Linked DNA regions of Mus musculus: regions 2 and 3 are each linked to region 1. The links are chromatin contacts, called in public promoter capture Hi-C maps. All regions are on one chromosome and are shown on one strand. The core of a region is the stretch at or near the end of the contact, and the rest is flanking DNA. Distances in the headings are between cores, read along the strand shown.

Region 1 (3,014 bases), core at 338-2,837:
AGGGTTTGGAGAAGAATGTAGAGCCTGCTGTGGCATCTCACAGATTTCAAGCCTGGGCAGAGACAGGGCAAGGAGCTGGAAAGATGCACGGTAGGAAGAGGAGGGGCAGAGGCACACACCTCTCTGCAACCTCTTGTCTCTTTACCACACTAGGCCCTCTGCCAGGCAACACGAGGCAGAGGCAAATGAGATCCGGCCCTTGCAGCTGGGACTGGCTAGCCAGAGGCACGCCATGCACAGTAGTTCTCTCAAGCTCTTGCCAAAACCAAATTCTTATGGATATGTGTGTTCTTGGTATGATAGTGATGGTGGTGCAGAGAGGCAGGATGTTGTACAGAGTCCTGAGCAGAAAGGCAAACGATGAGGATTTTAGTATGCCCTCAGTTGCCAGCCTCACACGCTCAGCATGACACCATTAAGTGTTCTGTACACCTTGACTCATCATAAGCTTCCTGAGGGCCTGTGGGGTTGAAGCAGATGCAAATGAGGGCGAAACCTCTGTGACAGTGAAAAGCAAGATTGATTTAGTTGAGCATGGTAGACAGCATCTATTCATCACAAGATCCTTTCAGTGCAAATGTGAGCCTCGGGAGGAAAAAGAGATTAAGAAGCACATGTACCCAAAGGAACCCTCTCGGCCTATCTTCAGCCATTAACGCAATTCGATAAAAGACAAAGAAGGCAATGGACTCCAACGGAGAAGAGATGGGTGGGAAATAAGCCTGTAAAATGTCTACCATAATTATCCTTTGTGGGACCCAGTGTTGTAAGCTATGAGGTGACACCCCTGCCCACACTGTAGAATGGCTTCAAGAAGTATTAGCCATGCCAAGGGTAGAGAAGGTACAGCCTGGCTCATTCACAGCCAGGGGAGTGCAAGATGTCCACCTGGGCCGTACCCTAGCCTATCCCATGACCTTTCTGTGTCAGGCACTGGCTCCGCATCCCACCAGCTCCATGCACCAAACCTCAGTTCTCCAGCTTGTCAACAGAACACGAAGGGCCCCATTATGCCTAGCTCATAGCTAGGATAATAACTATTAAAAGAATGTATCCCCAAATCCTCATGTTAGACTGAGATCCCTAACATAATGGGTTTGGGAGGTAGGGTCTTCTGAGAGTTGACTGTCATAAGGACAGTCTTCATAAAGGGATTTATGCTGTAACTGTGAAACTGGGGTGCATAAGGTAAGCTTTCTCTTGTCTGTCCACCTCCTACCATGGCATGTCACATGCGGCAGGACAGCCCTCACAGACACTACCAGTGTGCTCTTGCATGTTCCGGATCCAGAGCTATAAACTAAATAAACTTTCGTGTGTGTGATTTTTTTTCCTTCAGTTTATCGTCTTCTGTCATTGCCACAGAAAAGGACTAAAACAAAGGACTTTGAAATGAATTCTCCAAATGCCAGCTATCGTTCGGGTGTCTAATACGTATCAAGCTGCTTAAAGCTGCTGTGAAGTTAAACTGTCCTCCTGTTGGTGGCCTTGACCCACGTGGCCTGTATGATGTACTGCAGATATTTGTCTAGGAGGTTCAATGTACATCTTTCAGCAACCAATAAGCTGGGGCCCCTGAAGGAGATCACTCAGCCCATTTCCTGTTTTCAAAAGGAGAACTCAGGATTGCGGCAGACATTCAGCCATCTAGTTGGACCTTGCAAAAAGAGATCGGACTGGGGCATGTGACTCTCCTGGACCCCGAACCCACAAAGCCTGAAGATCCCAGGTCAGTCAGTGTTTGACCCCAAGCGTAGCTGGCTTCTGCGCCCTGAGACCCAGTGATGTCCTTGAGAGGCCCTCTAGGAACTCCCTGGGTACTGGTTAGGAGGGACCAAGGGTGGTGAGAGTATGGGCTGTCCTTAGAAACTGGGGCCAAACCCACCTCCAACCTCTAAGCCTGACTCCTTTTGCAATGCCAGGCACTGGTCCTGTTCCTGGGAACAAGTCCAGGCTTGTATTTCTCAAAGGGTGGACCCTGTAGCCGAGTAAGAATCCGGAGCCCACCCCAGCTCTGTCTGGGTGTTGTGGGGTAGGCAGCCTGCTTGCCTTAGAGCTCCTAACACTTCCTCTCCCCAGTCCCAGTGGGGATTCTGATGTGCACACCCAACTGAGAGCGCTTCCAGCGGCAAGCTCCACAGAGAAGCACCCAGGGGTCCCATGGTGCTCAGGGCAGGTGGAGCCTTGGCTGGCCCTTCAATGGAGACCTGAGGAGGCTGCCCTACAAAGAAAGGAGACTTAAACTCAAACTCCCGCAGCCAGGGCTGCCGCTCCCTGTCCTTCCTTTCCTTCCTTCCTCCTCCTCTTTGAATGGGTGCCTCTCAGTTCTTCTGTCTTATGGGCAAGGGCTTTTACTATATTCTACCAGATTTTCATTAGCCACCCCCCACAACCTTCCCCCTGCCCCCGAGAAAGGTGGCCTCGGCTCTACAAGTGGCCCTGTGTATGAAGGAGGAGGACTGAAGAGGGCAGGGCCCCTTGAAGTGGGGAACAAGAGCCAAGGCTCCCGGAAAATGAAGATTGTCATGCACAGAAGATAGTAAGGGGTGGAGGGGTGGGAGCCTGCGACTCTGCTCTGTCCTCTGGGCCAAGTCCAGTCCCAACATCTGCAGTGCTTTGTTCTGATGGCTAGAAATCTTTCCCACTGAGGGTGTGGAGTGATAAGGCAGCCCTCAGAACCCTCTGTCCCCAAGGAGCTTAGCAGCTGGGCGTAGTGGCGCAGGCCTTTGATCCCAGCACTTGGGAGGCAGAGGCAGGCAGATTTCTGAGTTCGAGGCCAGCCTGGTCTACAGAGTGAGTTCCAGGACAGCCAGGGCTATACAGAGAAACTCTGTCTCAAAAAACTAAAAAAACAAAAAACCAAGGAGCTTAGCAAAAGGATCAATTGCCCACAGGGGGAAACTGAGGCTTGGATGTGTTTGGGAAACTGTCAACATATCATCTTTATCTACTTGTCTTTAAATGGGTCACTCCCAGCCTGTCCTGTAAGAGGACAGGAACAGCTTTGGTTGTGG
Region 2 (3,014 bases), core at 162-2,661, 3.6 Mb after region 1:
TCCTTCTGGTCCTCGGTTCCCTAATCCTGCTAGATACGAGTTAGCTAAGCAGCCAGAAGCTCCCCGAGAATGGGACCATCGTTTGGGACCCAGGCCCCCTGTAAGGGCTAAGAGAACAATCCCAGGCAGCCACCAGAACTCTGTAACTGAACGGATCTTGTTTGGAGCCTGTGTTTTCAATTGTCCCTTGGGAACTTGTGTGGCCCCTAACTAGGTCTACAAAGCATATCTAACTTGATACCTCCTATTAGAATGGAAGCATCTCCAGGTTTGACATCTGTCTCTGAAGTTAATCTCTTAGCTTGAAATAAAAATACCGCTGGCAGCGGGGCGTGGTGGCGCACGCCTTTAATCCCAGCACTCAGGAGGCAGAGGCAGGCGGATTTCTGAGTTCGAGGCCAGCCTGGTCTACAAAGTGAGTTCCAGGACAGCCAGGGCTACACAAAGAAACCCTGTCTCGAAAAACCAAAAAGAAAGAAAGAAAGAAAGAAAACCGCTGGCTGCGTGCAGCTAGACACTGCCTGAGATTAGTATTTAAAGAGGCTGGAGCACTAAAATGAAGCCGAACGTATTTCCAGGCTGAGAACCTAAGACTTAATGTTTTGAGCTGCGTACTGCATGAAGGGACTAAGGACCCTTGTATTCTTTCCCAAGGACAGGGACTCGATTAAAATTGCATTTGCTGAACTTGGAGCACACCCAGAGAGAAAGCAGAGTGCCAAGCGCAATAAGAGTTTCAGAAATTAAAGTTCTTTCTACAAGGACGACTTGTTGCAGGAATCATTCCTGCCCAACATGGGAGTTCCGGGAACACAGGGGGAAAGTCTGCATACTCTGCAGCAAATGGAGTCTTTTAATCGACCCTCAGCCAAATAACCAGTTCGTTCGTAATTGGTTTGCGACAGAAACCATGTGGCTCACAACCAACTGGGTAACTGGAGGACCGGAAGAGATGTTGAGGTCCAACACAGAAAGTAAGGGGGAAATGATAATCAGGAAACTGAGCCTATGGAATCAAGAGCTACCTCTGCTCTAACTTCACGCAAAAAGCTTGGCCAGGATGTTTGCCTGGTTGCTAAGGAGAGGTTGACGCCTGCAGGGACTTGAGCGTGACTAGTGGAAGTAAGACAAGATTCATCCAATGAAAAGAGTGCCGCAAGACTCAGGGCCCAATCAGTGAAGAGCAGTAGTCTGGGTCATACCAATATGTCCGCGAGACAGGGGAATCCTTAGAAAACTACAGACAAAAGTTCACAAAGGTGAGCCCTTGACTCATAAAATGGTGAAAAGATAGCGCTCATTATCTCCAAATGTCAATGCAGGAGTAAAATAAGTCAGACTTCCAGCCTGTACAGGGCTGTGGCAGACTCATTTCCCCTGTACGTATTTAGCACGTGGTGCGCCCCGATTAATCACGTGAGCCGGGTCCAAGATGGCGGCGGGGGTGGCCGGGTGGGGGGTTGAAGCAGAAGAGTTCGAGGATGCACCTGATGTGGAGCCGCTGGAACCCACGCTTAGCAATATCATCGAGCAGCGTAGCCTTAAGTGGATCTTCGTCGGGGGCAAGGGTGGCGTTGGTAAGACCACCTGCAGGTAAGGAGACTCTAGCGGGGCCCAGAGGACGGGTGGGATGTACCACTGGACCAAAGGGAGGACAGGGACCGGCTTTCTCTTCCCGAGCGGGGCAAAGCGAACTGAGCATGGCTCTACGGGGTTGTTTCTCTCTGGAAATTACTGCAGCCTGCTGAAGATACCTCCTGAATGCAAGCCTAGCATCCTGGGTTGGATCATCTCTCTTTGGGTCTTGTGAATTCAGCGTGTGGGATGTGCAGAGGAACACGTAAATCCCGCAGCCCGCCGGACAGTACCCCCCCCACCCTCCCCCAGGGAGTTCAGAGTAGAGGGAGCGACACTAAGGCAAGCTGTCTTAGTATAACAGACTTCTATTTGATGCCAGAGAGGGAAGAAGTAAAACGGAGTGGAAAGGGCACGTGATTATGGTGCCTCGGTTCGTTGAGAGGTGAAGTACATTGTCCTGAACAAGTAGAGGGAGGGAGGGAAAGCATTCTGCCTGCTGGACAGCTGGTTTGTGCCACTGAGTGCCAAAAAGGGAGGGGAAAAAAAAGCAGAAACAGGCATTCAAAAAGATCCTATCAGTCAGCTGAATATTGCACACCAGTCCTATCGGAATCGAAGTCAGGTGGTGATTTCTTCAAGGATTAAGTAAGGCTTGATCTCACTGGGACCTATACATTGGTCATAAGGTCCTTGCAGATCCAGGTTTCTGTGGCCTGACCTTGCAGATCCTGCTACAAACACCACTACCAAAACTGACTCCTCACTCCTCATCTTCTCACGTTTCTTTTTCGCAGCTGCAGCCTGGCAGTCCAGCTGTCGAAGGGACGTGAGAGTGTTCTGATCATTTCCACAGACCCAGCTCACAACATCTCAGATGCTTTTGACCAGAAGTTCTCCAAGGTGCCTACCAAGGTCAAAGGCTATGACAACCTCTTTGCTATGGTAAGTAAAGCTGGCCTCAGCTCTGCCTGAGGTCCCCATAAGGCAGATCTTGTTTTAGTGACAGGTGTTTTACCCAGAGTGCATTCTTGGTACCCATGGAGGCCAGATGAGGGCATCAGATCCCCTGGGACTGGACTTACAGATGGCTGTGAGCCACCATCTGGGTGCTGGGAATCCAGCCCAGATCCACTACAAGAGCAGCCAGTACTCTGAACACCAAGCCATCTCTCCGGCCCCAACCATAAGGCCTTTTGAGGACGTACCTACCAGCAGCCACCAGGCCAATCATAGTCTACATACTCATCTCTAGGCGTCACACCCCCAACATACACCCAGAGAGGCTTGTGGGAAGGAAACCTTTGAGGAGCGGGGAGAAAGGCGATAAACTGGAACAGAGCAAACAAGAAGGAGGCCCAACCAGAGATGCACACTGTGGGGCTCTGCTGGCTGGGCAAGCAGTTTGGCTTGGTGTCTACGTGTGATAGAAGATTTTT
Region 3 (3,014 bases), core at 221-2,720, 3.1 Mb after region 1:
ATTAAAAATAAATAGCATCTTGCACTGAGGAAGTAACCTCAGAAAATACATTGCAGAGCCAAGCTTACTGTTAAAAGAAGGCAGAGCCAAGCTCCCAGCTTATACAATCTAATTTCAGGACTTACACTCTTGAATGATTAGGGGTCTTTGTAAAATTCAAAGTCAGAAGAAGGATGATCTGACTTCAACATCTGCCCCAGGGTTATTTTGGCTGATCTGGGTGTGTGGGTGAGTGTTCCCTCTTCTTCTTTGTATGTCCCTTCCTGAAACTGGGTATTTGATCAAGAAGAGAGGCTAATCTTTGGCAAAAGGGTATAAAATAGCTGTGGTCCCCTGCTAGAAACCTCCAAATAAGTCCTGGAAACCAGATAGATAAGCTATATTCTATTAAAGAATTTTGACTCACATGTGAGAACAGCATTCATGTCATAAATCATACTTATCAGGAAAACGAACATCAAATAAGACAGGAAGGTTCACCAGGTTATGAATTAAGGAAAACACTACAGGTTAAGGGGCATTTTGAATAGCAGAAGGAGCATCTAACTTCTCATGAGACTCTTCTGAGCGTTCAGGTTAAATTTCAGAAGTCTTAGCACGGCAGTGAAGGACCTCCAAAACTCGGTCAAGAAGAATAACAAGAAAGGTGTATCACCTCCACTGACAGACTTATGGCCAATGAGCAATTGTTTCCCAGTTCAGGTTTTCAACTGACCAGAAGTGTTTTACTATCGGAAAACCAGTTGGAAGGCAAGCTATACATTCTGGAATGTGGTAAAGCACAGAAATCTTTCAAGCTAAAGCAAAACGAAACTCGACTGACAGCCACCAAGTGCCGGCACGCTGCCATACTGTCTTATGCCAACCAAACCTTTGGCGTTAGCTAATTTTAAAGCTGTCAAGTGAGACACTTGAACACATGATCCCGGTGGAACAGGGTGACTTTGGTTTATCTGGATGCCCCGAAACCAACTGGGAATGTGTAAAAAAGATTTGTCCTTTCCTCCGATGTGACAGGATGGCTATGCCTTTAAAACCTCGTCTGCTAGGTATAAATCTGAGTATTTATGAATGAAATTGTTTCCCCTACGCAGAGGTGCTGAGGGGGAAGTTAAGGAGATGAAATGAGTTAGTGAAGGTGTTGATGAAATCACATCACGGGCGTAACTCGCTATTTGGGAACCTCACACACTCACACCCACGTGCTGTTTTTCACCGTGGCCCCGGGGGGACCACCCCGTGAGGATTCCACGCCGGCTTCTTTCCCTCAGGCCTCAGCCGCACCGAGAGTTCTTTATGAACGCCGCACACCGCTCCCCTCCACTCCGCGGTCGCTCGCGCGTCACGGAGCGGCGACAGGAAAGGGCCCCACCAGCCGCTCTCGGGCGCCCACCGCCCAACCCCGCCCCGCCCGGCCCCGGAGGCGGGGCCTTGTGGCGACGTCATGGCGCTGCGCCGGGTCAAAGTTCAGCCCCGCCTGCCTCCCCGCGCCGTCTCCTCGGCCTGCGCCGCCGCCGCTCGTGGTCCGGGTCGCGCTCCTTCCGCTCCGCCGCCTGCTTGCGAGTGCTGCCCGGCAGGCCGCCATGGCGAACGTGGCCGACACGAAGCTGTACGACATCCTGGGCGTCCCTCCCGGCGCTAGCGAGAACGAGCTGAAGAAGGTACTGGAGCGAGCCGGCCGGCGGGCGGGGCGAGGGCGCGGGGCCTGCGCGGTCTGGGCGGCCTGAGCCGGGCTGAGGCGCGGCGGCGGCGGGGGCGCAGTCGGCTCGGCTGACCTTGGGCCTCCGCCCGCCCGGCCCTGCGCAGACGCGGCCCGCCAGCTCGGCGCCCGGGGCCACCCGGAAAAACAGGTCGGACCGCGGTGCTCGCGCCGCCGGGCCGGGGAGGAGCTGACCGCCGGCGCCGGTGTGGGGCTGAGGGCCGCAGCCCCCGGCGCTGAGCAGGCTCCTCCCTCAGCCTCGCTCGCCCGGCAGCTGGAGCGGCGTGGGTCTGTTTGGAAGCATTGTTCTGTGGGCTGGAGATCTAAATACCCCGTGGCCGCTTCGGGGATGAGTCGTGTGCCCCAGCCAAACACCTGAGCGTGCACTCCCTAAAAATAAGACACGTCTTATTGTTGTCCTTTGTAGTAGTTCCAAATCATCTCGGGACTTGGGGTATTAATAAAGTCAGCATCTTCTCTGGCTGTCGGGATCCAATCCGCATTTGTAAACTGAGAAAAATAAGAATGTCCCGTAAGTACTGGGACTGGTAAAGTCCAAAGAAAAAGACTTCCTGTTACCCTACCGGAAATGGTAGGCTGTGTTATATAATTCATGAGTCTGTGTGAGGACTTACATGGTGCTTAACCACATCGCTTAATTGAAAGTATGTAGTTTCACCACCACCTAAGACCCCAGTTAGCCGACCGTGTGCGAGTAAAACATCACTTAGGACCTCCTGGGTGTCCTGTTAGAGGGCAGGCAGAGGAGCCAGCCAGCATGGGGAGAGATACTTGGTAGAAGTATCCTATGCTTAATTTGTAGTAGTGCTTGAGTTTCTGTAAAACGTAGTCACTCAATCTAAAATTTGTTTGGTTATTGTGGTCTCCTTGGTCTGGCTACTGGCCATCAAAGACATTTGATAATAGTTTGTAAAAAAAGAAAGAAAAAATGTTTCAGTATCTTCTTTGTTGTTTTATTTGTATTTTTCTTCAGTAACTTTGGGTATATTATTAGTAAATACTATTGAAGTGGAAAACGTTAAATAATAAGTGACATTTTTTGGAAGGCTGTAACTTTAGAACATTGCTTCTCAGAAAAGTGAATATCTTAAATTGTTTGCTGTGTATAACTCTTATCCAAAATCTTTTTTGAAGGCATACCGAAAGTTAGCCAAAGAATACCACCCTGATAAGAATCCAAATGCTGGAGACAAAGTAAGTCATTGAGTTTTATTCTTAAACTGAAACTTAAAATATATCACCCTCCCAGAAAGGAAAGTCCATTTATGCCTACAGAGTGAATTTTTCGCTGTTA

What was found. Promoter capture Hi-C pulls out the DNA fragments that hold promoters and counts their contacts.
Region 2: a contact with region 1 is called in a promoter capture Hi-C map of pre-B cells, with 2.7 times the contacts expected there. The contact joins the promoter of Get3 here to the promoter of Snx20 in region 1. A contact is called at or near these places in 2 of 39 promoter capture datasets (cranial neural crest and pre-B cells).
Region 3: a contact with region 1 is called in a promoter capture Hi-C map of pre-B cells, with 4 times the contacts expected there. The contact joins the promoter of Dnaja2 here to the promoter of Snx20 in region 1.

The regions. Positions count from the first base shown.
Region 1 is chr8:88,634,701-88,637,714 of GRCm38.p6, reverse strand. It overlaps Snx20 (sorting nexin 20), which reads left to right and starts at 1,587. Exons shown (of 4, transcript NM_027840.3): 1 at 1,587-1,729.
Region 2 is chr8:85,023,684-85,026,697 of GRCm38.p6, reverse strand. It overlaps Get3 (guided entry of tail-anchored proteins factor 3, ATPase), which reads left to right and starts at 1,411. Exons shown (of 7, transcript NM_019652.2): 1 at 1,411-1,593; 2 at 2,373-2,520. The coding sequence starts at 1,433.
Region 3 is chr8:85,553,817-85,556,830 of GRCm38.p6, reverse strand. Dnaja2 (DnaJ heat shock protein family (Hsp40) member A2) reads left to right here and starts at 1,470. Exons shown (of 9, transcript NM_019794.5): 1 at 1,470-1,661; 2 at 2,855-2,914. The coding sequence starts at 1,584.